Linked DNA regions of Drosophila melanogaster: region 2 is linked to region 1. A link is a contact called in public Hi-C data. All regions are on one chromosome and are shown on one strand. The core of a region is the stretch at or near the end of the contact, and the rest is flanking DNA. Distances in the headings are between cores, read along the strand shown. Region 1 holds the start of lncRNA:CR44331 (long non-coding RNA:CR44331). Region 2 holds the start of lncRNA:CR46035 (long non-coding RNA:CR46035).

Region 1 (4,163 bases), core at 1,018-3,517:
TGTTTCATAAACAAATTGCGCGCAAATCAAACACTTGGAAAATACAGAGTGCGCGGGCGCAAAAGTCTCAAAAGGAAGGTATTGATGAATAAGTACACAATGAGTTGTTTTTGTATACCCTCCCATTGACGAGACTTTTTCGTTGAAGTAATAACGATCCCATCTTACGATCTTAAAAGTGATATTCTAAATAATTCATGTGTATATTAATCATATTTTTTTCTCTGTAGAGAAAAACGAGGAAGTGTGGGCCTCGGGTTCCCTTTTAAAATGATTAAGAGCCTTATACATTCGATACAACAATAAAAAGAACGAAGCCGCAACGCAAATTTCAAATTTGAAATTCCTGTGCGAATATTTTCATTTTTTTTCGCTTGGTCGATTTTTGCATTTTAAAAATAGCCGGCTGACGAATATTGAAATTATGCGCACGGGGGCCAACAAAAATGTCACCTCGGGTTTTTGGTTGTTGTTTCGGTTAATTCTTTTTTGTTTGTTGTCTGCCAACGGATTCTCGATTACTCATTAGCCGAAGGATTTTGATTTTTTTTGGGTTCTCTCATTTTATACTGAGTACTTTTTGGCTGAGTTACTTGGGACAACGATATTGACTTTTTATATTAGAACAATCTATTTTCTAAACTCTCGGTATATATTTGAACATATGCATTCATAGTTTTATCTAATCAGCTGTCCAATTGTATATATGTATGTATATAGAATGTGACTATCGCCAAATGTTCTCGAGGGGCCTCAGCTTTCAGTTTGCTTAGCTGCTTCTACGACCGTGTGTCCACAACCCGTAATTGTACTTCGAATGCCCCGTAAACGTAACCTGTAACCGTATATATACAAATCTATATATGTACATATGTGTGTTTGTATGCTCCGTTGTAGATTAAGTTAGTTCGCCAAAGAGGCCTCTCCGTCGTTGGCAGATAAAAGTTGACGGCTTGATAACTTGATAGCTTGGCGCGCAAATAATATGGGTACAGTCAGTACAGACATCGCGGCGATAAGTTGACAAATTGGATGGCAATCGTAGGAAAGGATGTGGAATCGGCTAGAAAGCCCCTAGATAATAGATAATAGATAATAGATCGAGCATTGCTGTGAGAGATCTCTATTTCGAATTTAAACCTTGCTATTATGTTTATTTACCTCAGCATCTGGTATTCTTGGCCAATTTAAGCGGAACGTTTGTTTATAATTATGGCCTTGTGTTTAAAAATGTCAGATACCTTGAAGGAAGTAAGATTTTACCTCTTTTTCTTGGTTTATGAAACAAAACATTGCATACATATGTACAGAAATAGATGCAAATTTCATTTGTTATTAGTAAATTGGTCTTTAATTTTTTAGTTCTTAACTTTTTGGGATATCTGAAAAATCCTTGTAACGCTTAAATCTCCATTACAAGTAAAATAGAGCGAATACTACCGATTGAAATACCGCTCAATTTCCTGACAATTGAGGCTTTGATTGCTTTCTAGGCCAAGTGGCTCGGTTTGGTTTATCGTTCATGTTAATGACACAGCATAATGACATTAGCATTATCCGACAACTACAACTACAACAACAATTGGGGCCTCGAACTCTACCGTCGCCTAATGAGCCTCTGCCGGTGCCGCTGCCACTGCCGCTGCCTCTGCCGGCGTTGAGTTCATTTTAAGCTCTGCTTCAAAATAGCGGTGCTTCCTCTTTCCCCACATCCCCCAACACCCCGCCACCCCCGCGCACACAAAGTGCTGTTATAATGAATGGAAAACGAAAAGCAGCGGAACAATGAGAAATCATAAGTTGTACGGTAGAAGAGGAAGCTCACTAAGAAGGGGATCAGCATATATTCAGGCGAAATAAAACAATAATAATAGGCATAAGGTGACGACGGCAAACCAAAAACGAATGCGCAAAAGGCCGGGGCAAATACACACAAACTCACAAACACAAACAGAGAAGCGAAATCATGACTCATGCACTCAGTACAAAATTGTACGTATACTTTTCCCTGCTTCTTCTTTCCCGCCGCCGCCGCCACCTCCTTTTGCTTCTTCTTTCTCTTGTCCGTCTCCCCACCCACCGTTACTTCGTGCCTGAGTACTAATGTGTTGCTGCGCGGGTGTGAGTGAGCGAGAGAGGTAGAGCATTTATAAAAATAATACTTAAGCATGTATAAAAGCGGCGAAGTTAAGGAGCAACAATTAATAGAAGCACACTTTAAAATTTTTTTAAAGCTTTAATCCCATTTTAAAAATTTGTTACTTAGATTTCTTTCTGTGTAGCGGTCAAAAGAAGTCTGAACCAAGGATTCTGATCCGACAGATGCAAATAAAATAAAGAGCGCAGGCAAGCGAGAGAGGAAGCGATATTAACCAGCTGTTGCTGCGCCCCGCACCTGAAATCCACAACAACAACAACGACCATAAAACACCAACAGCCGAGGCCGCACGCACAAGGATAACCCACTAAAAGAAGAAAAAACCAAATCGATGACTCATGAACAGGAACCGAAATGTTTACAAAAATAGAACATATGCCAAAACGAAACAGCGCCGGAGGAAAAGAGAGGGGTGAGAAGTGCCGTTGGCGGCGCAATAAATAGCAACAATAAGAAGCCAACAGAAAAATCGATGCGGCTGTACCGTTCACCCAACCATCCATCCATCCACCCACCCACCACCACCTATCGCCCACCCACTCTCTCGCCATCTCGCTCTCTGTGTTCCACATTGCATTGTGAACGAACAACGAAACGTAATGGCGATGAGTCATCATCGAGCCAGGGCACAGTGGTGGCCAAAAATACATTAACACTCGGGCAGCGCAGGAGGCGCGTCGACGACACAACCCTTATCAGAAAGGACGTTTGCGGTTGGCTGGTTGGGTTAGCTAGCCTTGTTGTTGGTGCTGCAATCTGCATAAAGTTTCCATTGCCCGTGCAAACTTGTCTGCACCGACAAAAACGGCTATAGTTGTGGCTCCTATTATCATATTCTACCGAGTTTACTCTATGATAAACTTTTATCTACAAAGATCGACCTTCGCAAGGCTATAGCTTTCAAGTAACTCAGGCGTTTCGTTAAGATTAGACAGAATATTATACCATCTTACGTTTTAAAAAATATTGAAGCACCAAATCTCAGGTGGAACTAAATGAGTAGGTGTGAACTAAAAGAGTAATTTTTTTTCAAATCCTTATTTCTATCAGTTATGTTTTTCAGTGTGGCCAAAGTCGCAACACAGTTACGGCAGCAACAACAATGCGACGACGACGCCGCTGCCGCCATGCTGTCTGCCAACGCCAACACGCAACAGCAACAACAATGCGACGACCAAGAAGAAGAAGGGACAGAGGACGGAAGGAGCGAAGGAGGCGATGAAGAGAGGCGAATGGATAAGCGTAGGAGAAGTCACAACAAAAACTTTTTGAGGTGGAAGGAGCATTGCTCCTTATCAACGCACCCCAATTGCCTCCATGGGAGCGAGGGAGTTGGATAGATATGTACATGTATTCCACGTTGGAAATTACTTTGACTTGAGCTTTGCTTTGAAATTTTTTACGGTTTACTCCAAATTAGCTATTAACTTAAGATTATAACAAAGATTAAAATGGCACATTGAGCCTTTTAACTTTATTTTATGAAGAAGGATTATTGCTGATTTTAAAATAAAATAACTTTATTTAACCTGTAATTCAATTTATAATATGAATAAGGTCTAGGATCCATTTCATACACATAGTTTCTTTTACGAATTTGGCCTGTTCATTCAAGGTACTGAAATATAATCCAACAAATACTCATATTTACTTAAAATAGGGTCAAAGGCATTTAAAATTAAGCATATGCTTTGAAAACCGAGTACGATACAATCCGTGGCTGTGTAGAACAATAATATCACTTTTTAGAGACGTCTAGTTTGGAGGTCGTCGGTCGCTCATACCCGCCCACACTTTTTTTCTCGCGCTTGTTTTAAATGAAATATTTGCACTACTTAAACCACAGACGCTACAAAAAACATTAATAATACCTAGAAACAAAAGCAGCAATAAGAACGACAAAGCTCGTGCACACGTGCCAAGACATTAGCTTGGATGAAAAAAAATATATATACATACATATGTGTATAAAAAAAGCAAAACAAAAATACTTGATGAACAGCTT
Region 2 (4,163 bases), core at 928-3,427, 9.6 Mb before region 1:
ATCAACTCAGGTCCTCTTCAGCCGCCATCGATCCATATCATTAGCGATAATTGAGGTGGCCATAAACTCTCCTCCCAAGATCTTAAGAGATGGGAAGTCATATATAACTGCCAACTATCCTATTATCCCTTCACCTTAAGACCCCTAACCAAATCTTAATTTCCCATTTTCCTGCGTCATAACCGAATGTATTCGATTTGGATGTATACGAAACGTTGAATTATTCAATTCACCACATCACTTTCATAACCAAAAGTTCCATTGGATGCCAAAATGAAAAGCGAACGTATGTCAATATAATATAGTATATTTGTTGTCTCAACCCAGTGCACTCAAAACACTTTACAAAATCAAACCAATCGGTTTTCCTTTGCGTTTTAATTGGGTGTTGCAAGGTTAAATCCGCGTTTCTGGCCAATTCAACACTGAAACCAACTGAAAACGAGCCGAAACCGAACGAAAACTGTAATCAGCCGCAGCCAATGCTGGTTTTAAGCCACTCCAAACTTCCAAAGTCGGGGGAAGTCCCTGCCGCCCGTCCATTGTTATTTAAGCTGGTCGATTTCGAATTGCATTTTGTAAGCCGCTTTAAATTCGCCGTGTGTTGCTGAACAAAAGCCAACTGCCAGCAATAATATTTAACTACTGATGGCTTTTAGCCGCCGCTTTCCTCTTTCTGCGGCAGTTGGGACACCTTTTCTATATAGCGTGTTATTTAAGCCACCCAGTGGCTGGTGGCAGTCCCATTGATTTTCAAGAGCACACAGCCAGCCCCATCGACGTGTCCTAGTTTAGAAACTTATTTCAAGTCGACTGTTCTGCGTCATATTCTCTCTGCTCTGTGGGCAATTGGCATGACTATCTATCTGTATGCCTATCAGCATCTGAAATTTGCGGGCCAGCCAGCCGCCAGCAGCACACAACTGCTGCATTCATTTAATGCCAGCCGAAATTGTCTGTGGTGCAGTGCACACGGTTGGGGCTTTGGGCCCAAACTCAAACCACCGGCATGCGAATGCCATTGCTATTGCTATTGCGATTGCGAGCCCAAAAGCCCCAGAGCCACATGGCACGGCCTTTCCGCAACCGGGTCCCCCCATCTTCCCCGTGCCCTGTGCCCCTTCATTATGGTGCCTTCCAACTGCCAATGAACAATTTTGCCGGTTTTTCTTCGTCCGTTGTTGCTGGGATTTTAGTGCTCCACTCATTGCTGTGCCTGCGACTCTGCTGCGTTGTCGTTGTTGTTATTGTTGGCAGCAGCAGCGGCGGCGGCGGCGGCATCATCATCGTTTTTCATTTTAACAGGCGGCGCAGCCAGTAAAAAAGGCAAAAATAAAGTCGAAATAAAAAGAACGTTCATTTCAGTTGGCGCTGATGCACAGAGAAGAATTCTTTGAAAGAAATATATGATTACTCTGGGTTTGGAATCTTAGGCCAAAGTTCAGTCTTTTGATGAGTGACTTGATCAGAAACAATAATTTAATGAAAATGGCAAGGTAATGGTTCTTTATAATATCCTATCAAAAGGCCGCCCAGCTTATGTTTCAGTGTACTGCCTCGTTTCGAACGCATACAAATTTTATACATACAGAGAGTCGTGTGATTGTGCGCTTGTTTTTCAGTTCACTCGTTTGGATACACACCACGAACGAATCGAAACGTTGCTCGAAACGAGTCGAGTTGAGTCGAGTAGGGTCGGTCGGATTGGATCGCTTTGGTCTGGTCTGGCCTGGCTCTGGCTCTGGCTATGGCTTTGGCTTTTGCTTTAGCTATTGCCCTGGCTGTGGCTGTGGCTCTGGCTCTTGCCGGTTCTGGCAGCTCTGGCTGCGACTCTGGGCCGTGTGTTTTCGGTTGGAGCCCAGTGTGCGATTAATGGGACATTTGTCTGAGCACTCAAAGTGGTTGACTGCCAACGTTGGCTGTTGTTGTTCGTTCGTTGTTCGTTTTTTCGCTTTTACTGCTGCCAGTGGCTGTTGGTCTGTTGCTCTGTTGCTGCGTCGGATTGCCAGTCAGTCTGACAGTCTGTTAGTTTGCCATATTGTAAGTGGATGAGGGCGGAAGGTGCGGGGCAAGGATTGGGGCCACCGACTGACTGCTGCTCCGCTGGCAAAAGCAGCCAACGAGCAAACGAAACGGTACGAAACAAAACGAAGCGAACCAAACCCAACCGAACCGAGCAGATCCAAAGCGACTTCTGCTGCTGGTATACGAATAAACGAATATGCGAGTATTTGTTCTCTATATACAGTCGAACTTCTATAACTCGAACTATTTATCATGAACAAAAAAAAAACCCAAGAATTCCCTAAGGACTTCAGATGGTTGATTATTGCTATAATTTTCGAAATGCTTGATTTCCATAACATTTTGGTTAAAAATATAATTTCTGATTAATTCATGATTTGGATTCAATAGAAAATAATGAGTAAAACTTATGTACTACTACTTCTTAGATCTTAATCATAATTCCAGGAATCTGTAATTATTCAGTATGATTCGATTTGTAGATCAACACAGGGAAGTTGGACTGTATGTTCATCTGCGTTTTGTGGTACTGTCTGGGTTGCCTTGTGCAATGTGCGCCATGCACACTCAACACAATTGCACAAACTTTCGATTCGCTCATAAAATTTCCAGCAAGCGCAAACAGAAATTGCATGAGCATGGATCCGAGCGGACTCGGACCCAGAATCGGATTCAGAATCAGAAACAGATCCAGACCCCAGACCCAGACGCAGATGCAGATGCAGATGGAGACGTAGACCGACCCTCTCCCACACTGGGAGGTGGAGGATGGATGTCTAATGAGCGACAGTCGGACTGGCTGTCGCTCAGCTGTGCTCTGTTCTTTATATACATATATATATATATATAGTATCTCGTTCCCTGGCTCTGAGGTTAAACCCCTCCGATCCGGCGAACAAGCTGTGCATAATGAAAACCAACCATTGCACTTGAGGGGGTGGAGATTGCGAGAATGGAGACGACGGCGGGTACTGGGACTGAGACTGAGACTATGCGGGATGTGGTGGTGAACTATTTTTTTGTTTGTTTCGCATTCTCATTGCTTCAGTTTTTGAGGTTTTCACCCTTTGCAGTGGGGCATTATAATTTGTGCTACTTGAGTGGTATTCTTAGCAAAAGGTTTAGTTGCTTTAAAATACTAATACTTTTAACTAGATAAATAGTTATAGCTAGTTAAACACTCTTACAACGGTGCTTATTAGGAATATTGCTTTCCTGCAATTTTTAATGGAACTGTTTTTTTTTTAATCTATGACGATAGAGCGTAATCTTTACAACGCATCATCCTACTAGCTTGAAACTTACTAATTGGAATGGCAAAACCTTTCAGCTAGGGTATTTCAGAATGCGGGTTGCATGCGTTGGCCTGGCCCTTCCCTCTTGTTTTCATTTTTATGATATCCCCGAGTTTATTACTTTTTCTCTCCGAGAATGGCTGTGTTTATAAATTCCCGGCTGCCCCTCTCCTTTCCGCCGGTTTCGTGTGTGCCGCTCCTTTGTGCATTTAATTCTCTTATTTTTTATCTCTTCGCTGGCCGCATAACAAGCACATGTATGCCAGTCCTTGTTTTTGGTTTCCTTTTTATTTTTTGCAACGCTCGCTTGCCACATTCACTGCTAAAGGTTTTAAGGTGATAAGCCACAAAGGTCCCACCAGAGGCACCAGTACCGCCGGTAGTACCAGCGGTTCCATCGGCAGCAGCTGACAGCCAGACATAAACATACCTACCTACCCATCCAGCCAACAACTAACATGTAGGCATGCATATTCTTTATTTAAATGAACGTCCACAGATGACACGGCATAAAATGCGGTGAAGTGCGCTTTCGAGGGCCAAAAGTCGAACTTGTGGCCAATGCTGCTACATCATCATCGCATCTTGAGAACGAACGATGAAAGATGATGGGGTCTTTTGCTTTTTGCTCTTTCGGTTTTCAAGTGGGGTCCAAGGGCGAGTCCCCTTCTCTGAAATCGTGCCCAAAAATCGAACTCTCAACACTTTTGGCGCGCAAATCTTGGCTGAACTTTATTTAGCTGCGCTCGATTGCGATTTGATGGGGCAAGGGGGCCGGGCCAGAGGTGTGGGAGGAGGTGTGTTTCCCCATATTTTTATCTTTTTTTTTTTTATTTGTGTTTG

Evidence for each region. A called contact is a pair of places that touch in the nucleus more often than the background predicts.
Region 2: a contact with region 1 is called in a Hi-C map of the Kc167 cell line, with 3 times the contacts expected there. A contact is called at or near these places in 3 of 107 Hi-C or Micro-C datasets (the Kc167 cell line, the S2 cell line and embryo).

The regions. Positions count from the first base shown.
Region 1 is chr3R:8,112,107-8,116,269 of dm6, reverse strand. lncRNA:CR44331 (long non-coding RNA:CR44331) reads left to right here and starts at 2,267. Exons shown (of 2, transcript NR_125107.1): 1 at 2,267-3,161; 2 at 3,222-3,571. All of the region lies in intron 3 of puc (puckered), which reads right to left.
Region 2 is chr3R:17,701,709-17,705,871 of dm6, reverse strand. It overlaps lncRNA:CR46035 (long non-coding RNA:CR46035), which reads right to left and starts at 2,177. Exons shown (of 1, transcript NR_133415.1): 1 at 291-2,177. All of the region lies in intron 4 of osa (osa,), which reads left to right. lncRNA:CR46036 (long non-coding RNA:CR46036) reads right to left here. Exons shown (of 1, transcript NR_133414.1): 1 at 3,999-4,163.